2 separate regions of the Hordeum vulgare genome follow, and region 2 is linked to region 1. The links are chromatin contacts, called in public Hi-C maps. All regions are on one chromosome and are shown on one strand. Each heading gives the region's core, a stretch centred on a gene start, on an enhancer-like site or on the middle of the called end of the contact. The rest is flanking DNA. Distances are from core to core; before and after follow the strand shown.

Region 1 (6,497 bases), core at 2,021-4,520:
GCTGACCTACCCCGGCTCTGATCCATCACCTAGCATAGTGTCGGACCGTCGCACTCCCACTCCATTACTGCACTCGGCGTGGGGAACAGTGAAGGCGGTCGTACTACTTGCCCATGACGAATCTCGCTGGACGACGCTTGACGTACAGCGCGTGCTCGGCGTCAACCTTACGCGAGAGGTTCATTGGCCAGCCGGCGGGTCCCACTGCAAATCGAGACCATGCAGCCGGCGGGCCCCTCAAGCGACAAGACAAGACTCTAGTTGGCCCCTGGCCAGCCGGCGAGGCTGCTAGCCAGGTCCCACACTTGTACCCTTTATCCATATTGTAGGCCGGCGGGTTCGTCTATAAAACCCCCCGGTCGCCCTCCATGCAGGGGGGCCGATCATTCCACGGACGAACAACACTACACACTCACCAACCACATAGAGAGAGACAGAGACGAGCCGGCTGCTCCCCTCTTCCTCCTCCCAACACAGCTCCAGGAGCAACTCTGTACTCTGTTCATACACATCAAACACTCCAGCAGGACTAGGGGTCTTATCTCTAAGGAGAGCCCTGAACCTGGATACATCGTGCGTTTCATGCTTGTACCAACGTCGTTCTCAGCGCCCTCTTTTGTCCCTTCGGTTCTCACCGACTTTAGCCTACCTATGGCATATGTTGTGAGTATTCACCGACATTTGGGGCCCACCGTGGGGCCGATCGCGGCATCGGCTGGCTTTACGCGCTGGGCGAGGCCCCGCACCTACACCACCGGATGCATCGCGTCCGGATCAGTTTGCATGCCCATGGAGCCCGCTTTCGACGAGGCAACACCGATGATGATCGACGTCCCCGTCCGCCATGCGGATTCAGACGAAGATTCTGATGACGAGGCGCTTCCTAGCGTTGTCGTCGCTGCTATGGAGAACCTCAGCATCCTCTTCAGCGATCTACGTCTCAATGACGGTCCGTGCTACTTCGGCGAGGACTTCGACGTTGAGGCGCTCTGCGCCAGCTTCAGCAGGCTCTCTATCACTGAGACGCCTGCCAATGACGTATATCCTAGCAACGTCCTCGTCTTCGACGGCCCTCCGCCGTCGGTGGGGTTCTTCACCCCATACCACGTTGCTGCCGTCTCCAACGCCGTGGAGGTGATGGTTATCGGCGCCGGCACCAGCACGGCTCACGGCAAGGCGTCAACAGATGCTGGTGACCCTGTTGCTGCCACCGCCGATACCCAGTTCGAGCCACCGCCTCCAGACTCCACGCGTTGGCGAAGGCACTTCGACGGCTAGAAGATGCGGACAGGACTGGGAGCCGGCATCGTCTTGATGTCTCCGAAAGGGGACCAGCTCAAGTATGCTCTCCAGATCCACTTCGCCGCCTCCAACAACGTCGCCGAGTACGAAGCACTTGCTCACGGCCTCCGGCTCGCCAAGGAGATTGGCATCCGGCGGCTCATATGCTTCGGCAATTCAGACTAGGTGGTACAGCAAGTCTCTGGCGAATGGGACGCCAGGGACGCCAACATGGCAAGCTTCCGCTTCCTCATCCAGCAGCTCAGCGGCCCCTTCGAAGGCCGTGAGTTCCACCACATTCCCAAGGCAGAAAATGAGGCGGCTGATACACTGGCAAAGATCGGCTCCACGAGACAGGCTATTCCAGCCGGCGTCTCCCTCGAGCAACTCTATAAGCCGTCTATCAGGCCGTCTCCCGAGTAGGCATCGATCTTCGTGCCGACTGACTCTGCGGTGCAAGCGCCGTCGGCTCCACCAGCTACGCCGGCCGCAGCTCCTAGGCCGGCTACGCTGGCTATGCCGACTCCAATAGCGGCACCAGCCGAGTCCACGGTGCAAGCGCCGTCGGCTCCACCAACTACGCCGGCTACAGTTTCTGTGCCGGCTACGTTGGCCACGCCGACTCCAATACCGGCACCGGCTGCAACAACAACTCCGGCTCCGCCTGGCCTCGAATCCTATCATCTCGACACCCAGTGGGTGGACGTCATGGAGGTAGACGGCGAGCCAACTGCCGCAGCAACACCAGAGACACCTTGTCTCGAGTCCACGACCGCGGCTCCATCAAGCTCGGGGGCTGCAGAAGCCCCTAACAGTCAGGTCGAGGCGGAGGCAACCCTTGTGTCGGCTCCGTCATGGGCTCAAACTATCCTGGCCTTCCTCCTCCGCGGCGAACTTCCTCAGGACGAGGCGGAGGCGAGGCAGATCCAGCGCAGGTCTGCAGCCTATGCCATCATCAATCGCGAGCTAGTACGGCGCAACGTGACCGGCGTGTTCCAACGCTGCGTCGAATCAGAAAAGGGACAGGAGATCCTCAGAGACATTCACCAGGGGAATTGTGGGCATCATGCCGCCTCTAGAACCTTGGTGGCCAAGGCGTTCCGCCATAGATTCTACTGGCCCACTAGTTCCAGCCCTTAGAGGCATGTAAATCATGTGTGGGTGAAACCCTAAGCCGCCGGCGGCATGCTCAACTCATTTTTACCCTTTGCTGGGCAATAGATCCATCCCTTGGCCTAACTTGAGTCTCCAAAGTTCGTTGTTATTCGCTAGAGTTTTAGTTCGTCAGTAACTCTGTTCCTGACAGGAAGTCCACCGTGGCATGAGGTCACGATGGCTCCTAAATCCCAATTCTTACTAGGTCCAGCTCCAATGCTTACCTAGGTCTCCCCAATCCCAACCCCAGGGCATGCCCAAGCATCGGGCTCGAATTCCCCAACCCCCCAGTTACTATCCAGAACTATGCAGCATGAATCCCTTGCAGCAACCGTAAGAGCAAGAGAAGGAGAGAGAACGGGGCCGTACTTGTTGGAATCGAAGAGGTTCTTGGAGAGGCAGGCCTGGATGTCGCACGCCTCCTTCTTGCACGGCTCCTTGCTCGGCTGCGCCATCTCGCTCCTCCTCTTTGATTGTAATTTTTGTTGATAGCTTACCAAGATGACCACTTGCTCCTCCTCTTTCTTTTGCTTGCCGCCGCTGCTCCGACGCCGGTGTTGGGGTTTCTTTTGAGAAGAGAAATCGAACCAACAAGTCAAAGAAATCAAAAAATGTTTTTTGAGGGGGTCAAAGAAATCAATTGAAAGACGACAGACGGTGATTCTGTAACGGAGCCGCTAGTTGATTCGGCCCACTCATTCAGCCCAGAGTGAGTGAGACTGGGCTTGGGCTCTGCCCAGCCCATCTCGCGCTCCGTTGTGTGGCGACGCGACTAGCGAACGGAGCCGCTAGCGACGGTGATTCTTGTTCAACCGAGGGAGGATAAGAGGAGATCGAGCCAGAGAGAGAGAGAGAGAGAGAGCGCTTTTACTGAGGTGATGGAGCTGCTGCGGATACCACCATCCCTACCGATGCTTGGAGGTAGGATGGTAGACCCACTTGCTCCGTCGCTTGCCGATTCATGCTTCCACTAGTAGATGTCACTTGCCTACCACCTGCTTGTGTAAATGCCCAGGCGTAACTAGGTCCCCAGTTTACCAGAGTTCTTGGTATCCTTTTGCTGCTCATTTAGTCTGTTTTCTGTTTATACGTGTATGGCAGTAACCTGACCTCCATAACATATTTAGACAACTGCCTGCCACGTCTCTCAGGAAGGGCGTTTCCTTTGCTCAGACAGTACCGTGTCTATGGAACACATCATCCCCTGACCTGGAGCAGCTTACTAACCACCGGGAGAAATCAGAACCTGAATGGGGGTCGGTTTGCACAGTGTGCAGCGAGTCACAATGGAGCTTCTGTCTCACATGTAAATGGTGCTCCAAAGGATTCGTCTTTGCCGGGTAGTTTGCTTCGTGATGCTCGCATCCTCTATTGTGCATCTCCTGCCATGGGTCATAACAAGGTAAGCTATCTCTAATGCTTCGCTGATTTCACATCCAGGTCACAAGTATTTGTATGTATATATAGATGCTGGGTGATTTGAAGTACTAAATTTGATCAAACTGAGGGGAATAAAGGTATCCTATCCAACTATGTTTTGTAACTTCAATCTGTCAAGAGAATAACTTACTGTCGAGCTATATTATATACAATCTTTGCTTAGGGACATCCTGGTATCAAATCATACTGTATAAGTTGTGTGTCCAAACTCCAAAGTGTAAATTATGTAAAACAAATGGTACATCGTAGCATAATCATGACATGTCAAATTGTATTGTCTAATTTATATACTAATATACTTATATAATGATATTTAGGAAGCACATCCAGAATCAAACAAAAGAGTGCCAGCAATAGTTGATGCTCTCGAAAAATTGGAGCTTACATCGAAGGTATGTAAGCAAAATAGAACCTTGGATTCTTATAACTTTTGTAATATTACATTTTATAAGTTTTAACAGATTTTTTTTGCCCTTATCTTTTAAATTTCTCCGAGTGCGTATACTTTAGTTAAAAGTGGCATGCTCTATTTTGTTCCAAAAGTATGCAGTTGCATGTTCTTGCATGATAAAAATGGACTATAGTGATAGGTAAACAATAATAAGAAGAAGATACTCCCTCCGTTCCATATTAGTGGTCGCTGATTTAGTACAATCTGTTAAGCTTCATGCATGAGCCAACGCAATCAATAGTCCGGATAGACTTAGAGGTATGGCTCAAGAGGCCTATATGTGGACACAGAGGGGGCAGCAGCAATTTCTGAATAAATTGCGAAAGCCAGGACTTGAATTCCAAGACCTTAGCTCTGATACTATGTTAAGCTTCATGCACTAGTCAACGCAACCAAAATTCTCAACTGATGGAAAGGGCTTGGCAATCCACATATACACTTCAACACAAGCGACAACTAATATGGAACGGAGGGAGTACAATTTAAGTGTTTTCAGTTAAATCTCGATAAGTTTTGCATATTTCTTTCTCATATCCTCATCTGTACTCTATCACATCTCACTGGAAAAAATCAATGTTCTGACATGAGCTTGTAACTATATGACATCTTATTTGTTTTGTATTCAGCATCGGGGTTCACAGATTCTTGAAATCCGAAATTTCTACCCTGCTTCACTTGATGATGTTGCACGAGTTCATTCAAGAACATACATCACTGGACTCGAAAAGGTAATTGCCATCAAGTGTTCTTATTATTGTCGTAGCCTTACTTTGCAGAGAAGAAAAAGAAGAATCCAGGGCAATTGCTTCTGATCTGCATTACCTTTCCCAACTTAAAGAATTAAAATCTTGTTAGTTGGAAATATATCAAATCGACTATAAAAAAATACAGCTTTAGAGACCTCTCTGGATGGCTCTCGGATCTCAAGTTCGAGCCAGGGCTGGCCTTTGAAGCCTTCATCTGGAAAGAATATGGAGTTTGCATCAATCATTTTGAGGGAGGAAAGCATCGGGAGTTCATCATGGTCGCTGAGTTCCCTCGATCCAAGATTCGCATCAACCCTGAATCGGTTAGTCTTATCCTTCAATCTTGCCTGGGGGGTCATGCATCCCGCTTCAAAGCTACCTGCTGCAAAATTGGTCTTTCAAGTTCAGTGTTTCTTCCAAAGAAGTTGGATTTGCTATTATTAAAGGAGGAAATATTGCCTCAGATCTGTTTAATCTTGGTTTTCTTCTTTGGGGCAATGGTGGCCTGGATTTCAAAAAAGAATTCCGTCTCTATCAGCAAGAACTTGATCGAGAATGGACTGTAGTCAATTGTTCAAATGAGAGACTATCATATGCAAATGTGGTTCAATCTCCCAGGATCTTCCCCTCTGAAAATCAAACTTCCAGATCTCCCATTTCGAATCGTGTTTCAGTTTCTGAACGTCTTGCTCAATTAGTGTCGGATTTAAACCCTGTCTTAACTTCGCCCAATAACATTGCGCTGGGTAGGGCGATTTCCTCGGGTTTTCAAAACTCCAGGCCTTCTTTTCGCAACTCTGATCCAGCTTTGGCCCAAGCCCAGCAGAAAAGCTTCTGTGTCTGCTGTCTCTCTTTGGGCCACCTGCGGCCCAAATGCACTAGCAGGATCCGTTGTAAAGGCTGCAACAGGCCGGGCCACATTCAGGCTAATTGCCACTTGAAGACCTCAATCAGTGCCCCTGTTATGACTTATTACCCTGCTAATCTGAGACAGAATCCTCCTGTTTTGGATGATTGCCGCGCTGCCAGCCATCAGATGGAGAAGGGTCCCGCAGTCAGCGACAGCTCGCGTCCCCTCGCTCAAGCCCGCATTCATTCAGTTGCTTAGAATGGACCCCTGAATCTTGACGAAAGTGCCCCTGGCGACTCGCATTCCCACCGACCTCCTCCGTCTCTGCGTCTCTCCCTCCCTTTGTCTGGAGAAACCTGCCTAGCCACCTCGAGCTTGTCACCTTCGCCGTCGCCGGAGATGGCCACCTTCCCCTTCGATCCTTCGCCATTTCTGCCTGCTGGATGTCACGCCATCGAAGTCCAAGGGAGTCCGGCCCGTGTCAGGGTCCTCCATGGTCCGCTAGTTCAGTGCAATGAGAACCTCGCCATCGCCACGATCGTCCCAATGCCTCAAGGTGAGGTAGCTTTTGCTA
Region 2 (6,410 bases), core at 3,513-6,012, 400 kb before region 1:
CAGAGCACTATTGGTGACCCTTTTGCCTATAAAAAAGGCCCAAAGCTCAGTTCTAGGGGGTTGGACCTTTTGGGGTTTAAACTCTTTGATCACCAACTAATAACTGTAGCAAATAACCCTACAGTAAGCACCCAATACAAACAAAGCAGGAGTAGGGTTTTACGCGCCAATCGGCCCGAACCAGGGTAAACGACCTTGCCGGTGCTGATCGCTAGTTCCGCTCTTGGCGCCACCTCTCTCCCTCCGCCGAACGATCAAGGGATCTTCGGCCACCAAAGTTAAGTGCCCCCCCCCCCCCCCCCCCCCCCCCCCGCCATTTTTCAGGTTATGATTTGAAGTCTTGTTTGAGTAGTCCTACTTGTATTTGGTGGACGTACATATATATTGTGTTAAAAGCAGATGTAACTTCATTATTTTCACCTTATTATTAGATGCCTCTTCGACCTTTATAAGGACCCTGCAGTTTGTGATGTTGTAATTTTTCTTTCATCAAATGCACTACAAAAAAATCATTCTATGATGAGCGCCCCACGAAGGTAGATATGTACCCGGCATAGGGTTTGCCGGCTGTAAACCTTGGTAAAGTGCACTTGGCATACACCTGGCATGGGTTTTGCTGAATATATTTATTGGTTTTTGAAAGGAATATTAAGATTCGTATGTTCAATTGAAATTTATCTCCAAAAGCTCATTCTAGAATATTTGTATATACATTCCTCTTTATGAACATCTTTTATAAATTATACTAGGACATGGATTTTAAATTCCAGGTCCTTTGAGTATACCTTTGAGCATACTCACATTTATATTTGATGACGACACATGCGTTGCACGTGCATGATTACTAGTTATCAATTCAAAGTACTAGTCGAATTAACAAGAAAACAATGCACTCAAGTCTGCTAATAACCATCACTGTGGTGTTTAAAGATCACAGATCGTTCAGTCCAAAAAATATACACTTAACAATTCAAACTCGTCACCAACTCATAACCTACCATAGACTATGTCACTATACAATGATCACCTGTATACTGACATCCACAAACTAAGAAAATGTCAGATTCCATCCAGAACTTATCTAACCTACCAAAACCGACTGCTTTCTTTTGATTCACATTCACTTTGCGTTGGCGAGCAACCTTAAGACGTTGCGCATCTTCGGCCGAGCATCGGGAGAGAAAGTAACACAGGAGAGCGCAATATTGAGGACTGACAGCATCTGACTGTGAACACCAACTGAAGTCCTTGAGACCCTGGTGTCAAGGACCTGCTCCCTTTGCTCAGGCCTAGCTGAAAGACTGAGAGCCCACTTGGCTAGCTCCATGCCATCACTGACAGATGGTTTCCCTGTCAAGAGCTCCAGTAAAATGACTCCAAAGCTATACACGTTGCCAGCCATCGTCAACCTCATGGTGTATGCATACTCTGCAATCAAAATTCGGTGACATTTGATCTTAGTCTATATGAACTTCTCTGAGTTACTGAAATAACTGAACCAAAATCTGCAAGATTGTCGCGGGGGCTTGGGCACAGGTTGAGAAGCTTGTTTGCCTCAGAGCAGTTATCCGTTTGAACTATTATTTGCCCAGTTGAGACACTTTAGTTTGGATGGCAGCTTTCAACATAACGCTGATAAAGCATGGGCTTGGGTGTCTAAATTAAACGAGTGAAAGAGGTAGCATTCCACTGAAACACTTCAGGAAATAAGATGGTACTTCAAGTTTAGGCCAAACAATGGGACAGGTGGAATTTGGAGGTACTATTCACGCATATTTGTAGTCAAGCACATTAAGAAAAATTTCTACAAACAAGAAACAGACGACATGAAGTGTTTGTAAATAAAACATAGCAGAAAATATCCATTTCTCAAAGAAAAATCAACAAGTTGACAATAGCTGCTCAAACTGAATCAGAATATGAGGATACGTGTTTTACCTGGTGGAATATAGCCGACTGTGCCAGCAATGGTTGAAAGGCTCCCGCTACTTTTAGAAGGATCGATAATTTTGTAAAGCTCAATATCTCCTATCTGAGGCTCGTTTGTTGACTTCAAGTGGATAGTCCTCGTCGACAGATCAAGAAGCAGAACCGGCTGAGTGCGCCCATGAAGAAAGGTCAACCCTTGGGCCACCCCCAAAGCAATGCTATACCGTGATGTCCAGTCCAGAACATGTGACCTTCCATCATGTAGTAAGTCGAACACCGTGCTCTTGTACACATGCTCATAGAGGAGGTACGCATTGTCTTCTGTCAAGACATAGGCCAATGGCACCATGACACTGGAATTGCTTAGCTTGCCAAGTACCTCAAGCTCATGGCCAAATTTCTCTTGGCTACCAACGTGGAATATCTTGTCACTCCAATCAAGCTTCTTCACAGAGTAGATTGATCCATTTGGCATCATGGCCTTGTAGTAGGTGCAGAACCTTGTCTTCAGGAATATGTTGTTGGGATTGGAGACTGCTTTCACTGCATACCTAAAATCAATTCCAGATGTGTGCACACTGCTCATTGTTATGAAGTGGCCGTCAATGACTTGACACACACCCACTTCAGTTGATGGTCCTTCGTCTTCCACACGATAAATTCTCTTGGACAATGCGAACATAACAATAGCAGCCAGCAAGCACAGTCCAACAAGAGAACTGACAATAGCAACAATAATGACAACAGTATGTGTCCTTGTCTTCCTACTAGTAGGAGAGTCATTACTGCTTTCCTTGCCATTTGTAAGATCAGGATTTCCAGTGCTATCAACAGTCACACTTGAACGGAATGCAGGAAGGGACCCAGAGAGGTGATTATAAGATAGCACCAACTTTGTCAAGCTCTGTAGACCCTCAAGTGAGGATGGCACTGGACCAGACAAGTTGTTGTATGAAAGGTCAAGGATCTCTAAATCTTTTAAAACACCGACATTTGAAGGAATAGATCCACTGAGATGATTGTGACTAAGATTGAGAACTGCGCTCAAACTGGTCGGCATTGTTGGGATGGTACCAGTGAGGGAATTATCTGCCAGATTGAGCTCAATTAGAGACTGCAATGAACTGACTGACACTGGAATGGCACCGCTGATCTTGTTCCCTTGAAAATTCAAGTTGGAAAGCTTTGGAAGGTTGAAAATTCCCATTGGTATCTCTCCCGTGAATGAATTCAGACTAAGATTCAAAGTGTTCAGGTTTGTTAAATCAGAAAATGTACTTGGGATAGATCCCCTGAGATTGTTCATTTGAAGCTTCAGAACTACCAGCTTGTCAAGGTTACTGATTGCATCAGGCACTTGACCCTGAAAATGGTTCGATGCCAGATTCAACAAGGACAAGTTCCTGCATCTTCCAAGCTGTGAAGAGATATTTCCCATCAAGTGATTGTTGTCCAACTCAAGATAAGCCAGGGCCAAGGCATCACCTATGGTGTCCGGGATGGTCCCATTGAGCTTGTTATCACCAAGCCTCAAGCGGTAGAGGTGTGAAGATAAGTTCCTAGGAATTGGTCCTTGGAGGTAATTGCTGGAGAGATCAACAGTCTCCAATCCCGCGGGGCCGAGGAGATCAGAGGGGATCTCCCCACTCAGACCATTATAACTCAAATCCAACATCTTCACATGCTTTGTAATACCACTAGGGACAGAACCAGTAAAATTGTTCTGATTAGCCGCAAACCGAGTGAGCGTCATGACATTCGACAAGCTCGCCGGTATTGCTCCAGTCAGGTTATTACCAGAAAGGATTAAGGTCCTGAGCTTGGGCAGCTTCCGGAACTCATCAACGACATCACCAGTGAAACTGTTCTGACTAAGATCCAACAGGGTGAGGTCTGAATAACTGAACAGACTGCTTGGAATTGAATCACTGAAACTATTACGAGACAACACCAACTCCTCCATAGAGCTAGCCATTCTTAGAGGGACAGCACCCACCAAATAATTGGAGCTGAGGTTCAGGCTCCTCAACCTAGGCATAACACTCAATTGGGTGGTCACAGTACCAAGGAAGGAATTGAAGGAGAGATCAAGAACCTCGAGTCGAGAGAAACCGGAGAGATGGCCTAGTCGTCCCGACAGACGGTTGCTGCTGAAATTTAGCACCCGCAACCCGGCAGTCATGGGGCAAGGAGAGAAATGGCCCGTCAAATTGGCGAAATAGTTATTGGAGAGATCGAGGGAGTGTAAGGTGTCGAGAGAGCATAAGGAGGCAAAGAGCGTGGAGTTGGATATGGAGTAGCCAGATAAATCGACTTTGGTCACCACCAAGAAGGAACTGGAGTTAGAAGGGGAGCAACCGATTCCCCTCCATAGGCATGGATTGGAGACGGTTGTGTTCCACCCGGCTGAGCCCACAGAGCGCGAGAGATCCCTCATGATGGATTCCTGCGTGTTGTTTAGAGGAAGGGGCGGGTTGCCGGCGGCGGCGGCGATGGACAGATGGAGGCAGAACAAGGTGAAGAAGGAGAAGAGCGGTAGCGGCACCGAGAAGCCATGGGTAGAGGAGCAGGAACAGTACCTCTTCCCGTCCCCCATGGCCGGCGACCCTCGGCCTTTTCTCTTGATTCAATTGGCTCCCTGCTGATCCTGGCCGGCTGGAGCAATAGGCCAAAGGGACTCCCCTAGGCTTCGGGTTTCTGGGAGGCCATGGCTGTGTGGTGCTCGTGCCCTCGGGTTTTGGTCGACATTTGTGGATTCGAGTTCGAGACGAGGGTTGTAGTTGTAGAGAGGGAAAGGGGAGACTGCAGTTGTCCAGTCTTTGCCTCTTGCGAGACGGAAGAGGATCTTCTCTGTTTGGGTCCAGAGTTTTTTTTTTTTTTTTTGGTGGGAAAAAAAAATCTGAGTTGACTGACTCACTCACTCACTGACGTATTTGGTGGGGTGACCAAAACCTGAGTTTTATTTTTCGAAAGAGAAAACACGAAACCTGAGGTGAGAACCCTTGTTGTGTGTGGTTTTCTCGCTTGGATTTGCAGTTTTGCATGCTAAATTCTGAGGGCCAATCATGAACGCCATGTCTTGCATGAAATTTACTTCATCTGTATCATAATAGCATTCTGTTCTAAAATAAGTGTTTTAACTTTGTACTATCTCTAGTACAAAGTTGTATTAAACTTAAAACACTTATTTTAAAACGAAGGAAGTACTTGTTATTGGAAAAAAAAACTAGTCTGGTTCTCATCAACAATAAATATATAGGAACAGCGGAAGAAATTTACTCCCTCTGTATCGTATTGTCGTTGGAAAGAATTAGTCTGATTCTTTCCAACAACAAATATTTAGGAGCGGAGGAAGAAATTTACTTTCTCAATATCACAATACTTGTTGAAAAAACTAGTCTAATTTTTTTCAACTACAAATCTTACCTACTAATAAAGCAAATATTGCTTCTGCCGTACGTCATTCAAATTGCCCCTAAAGTTCACTAAAATTACCCATCAATGCCTCCTATAAGTCATAAAAACGTTTCAAACAGAAAAATCTCCGGACTGGGCCGGCCCATGTAGGCACCTCCTATATTACGCTCTGGGCGTTGGAAAAAGATGCAGCACACCTGTTTGGGCCAGCCCATTCGTGGGTGCCTGTTTTTTTGGTTTAGTTCTTTTATTTTTATTTTCAGTTCCATTTTGTTTTTTTATACTTTAAATAATTTAGAACTTCAACTAACTTTTCTAAATTTTAAGAAACTGAGAATTTCTAAATAAAATATTCAAAAAAACATAATTTTTTTGAGAATTCAAAAACTACTCAGGAGTTTTGAAAAATGTTTGCATATACAAAAAAATGTTTAAATTTTGAGAAATTGTCCATAAAATATATAATTCAATGATTTCAAACAAAAGTCCGTGTAAAAATCTTAAAAAGAGTTTGTGCCTCTGTTTTTAGTCTCGTTTTTTATTTTAATTTTTCCGTTCCATTTTTTAATTTAAATAATTTATAACTTTGAAAAACTTTTGCAATTTATGAAACTGAGAATTTTGAAATAAAAGTTTGAAGAAAACATAAAATGTTTGTGAATTCAAAAAATACTCGGGGTTTTTGTAAAAATATTCGCATATTCAGAAAAACGTTCATAATTTTGAGAAAAATGTTGGTGAAAACAATAAAAGTCCATGATTTTTAAAAAAAATGTGTATTATTTTTTGAGTGCAATTGAAAAAAATGTTTGCTAATTCAAAAAATGTTCATGCATTTCAAAAAATGTCCTAAAATTTTAAAGACATAATATAATCAGCATCATTGGAGATTTAATTGTTTTTCTCCCGTTGCAACGCACGAGCCCTTTTGCTATTGTATCCTAAACTATGCAACCCCGGCCTAAATCGAACCGAAACATTGTGTCAACTGGGATTTGTCTAATGGGCCGGCCCGTTTTAAATTTTTTGTTTAAAAAATGTTCCACCAGGTGCACATCCTACTC

What was found. A called contact is a pair of places that touch in the nucleus more often than the background predicts.
Region 2: a Hi-C map of leaf shows a contact between it and region 1, with 6 times the contacts expected there. The contact joins the promoter of LOC123395724 here to the promoter of LOC123399874 in region 1. A contact is called at or near these places in 3 of 6 Hi-C or Micro-C datasets (leaf and seedling) and 1 of 1 datasets of contacts at active chromatin or transcription factors (embryo).

What each region holds. Positions count from the first base shown.
Region 1 is chr5H:248,419,678-248,426,174 of MorexV3_pseudomolecules_assembly, reverse strand. LOC123399874 (histone deacetylase 14) reads left to right here and starts at 3,270. Exons shown (of 9, transcript XM_045094256.1): 1 at 3,270-3,357; 2 at 3,588-3,838; 3 at 4,194-4,268; 4 at 4,954-5,055. The coding sequence starts at 3,315. It overlaps LOC123399876 (cx9C motif-containing protein 4), which reads right to left and starts at 3,185. Exons shown (of 4, transcript XM_045094259.1): 1 at 3,093-3,185; 2 at 2,806-3,002. The coding sequence starts at 2,891.
Region 2 is chr5H:248,820,392-248,826,801 of MorexV3_pseudomolecules_assembly, reverse strand. It overlaps LOC123395724 (LRR receptor-like serine/threonine-protein kinase RGI5), which reads right to left and starts at 4,762. Exons shown (of 2, transcript XM_045090750.1): 1 at 1,939-4,762; 2 at 901-1,428. The coding sequence starts at 4,525. The coding sequence ends at 1,121.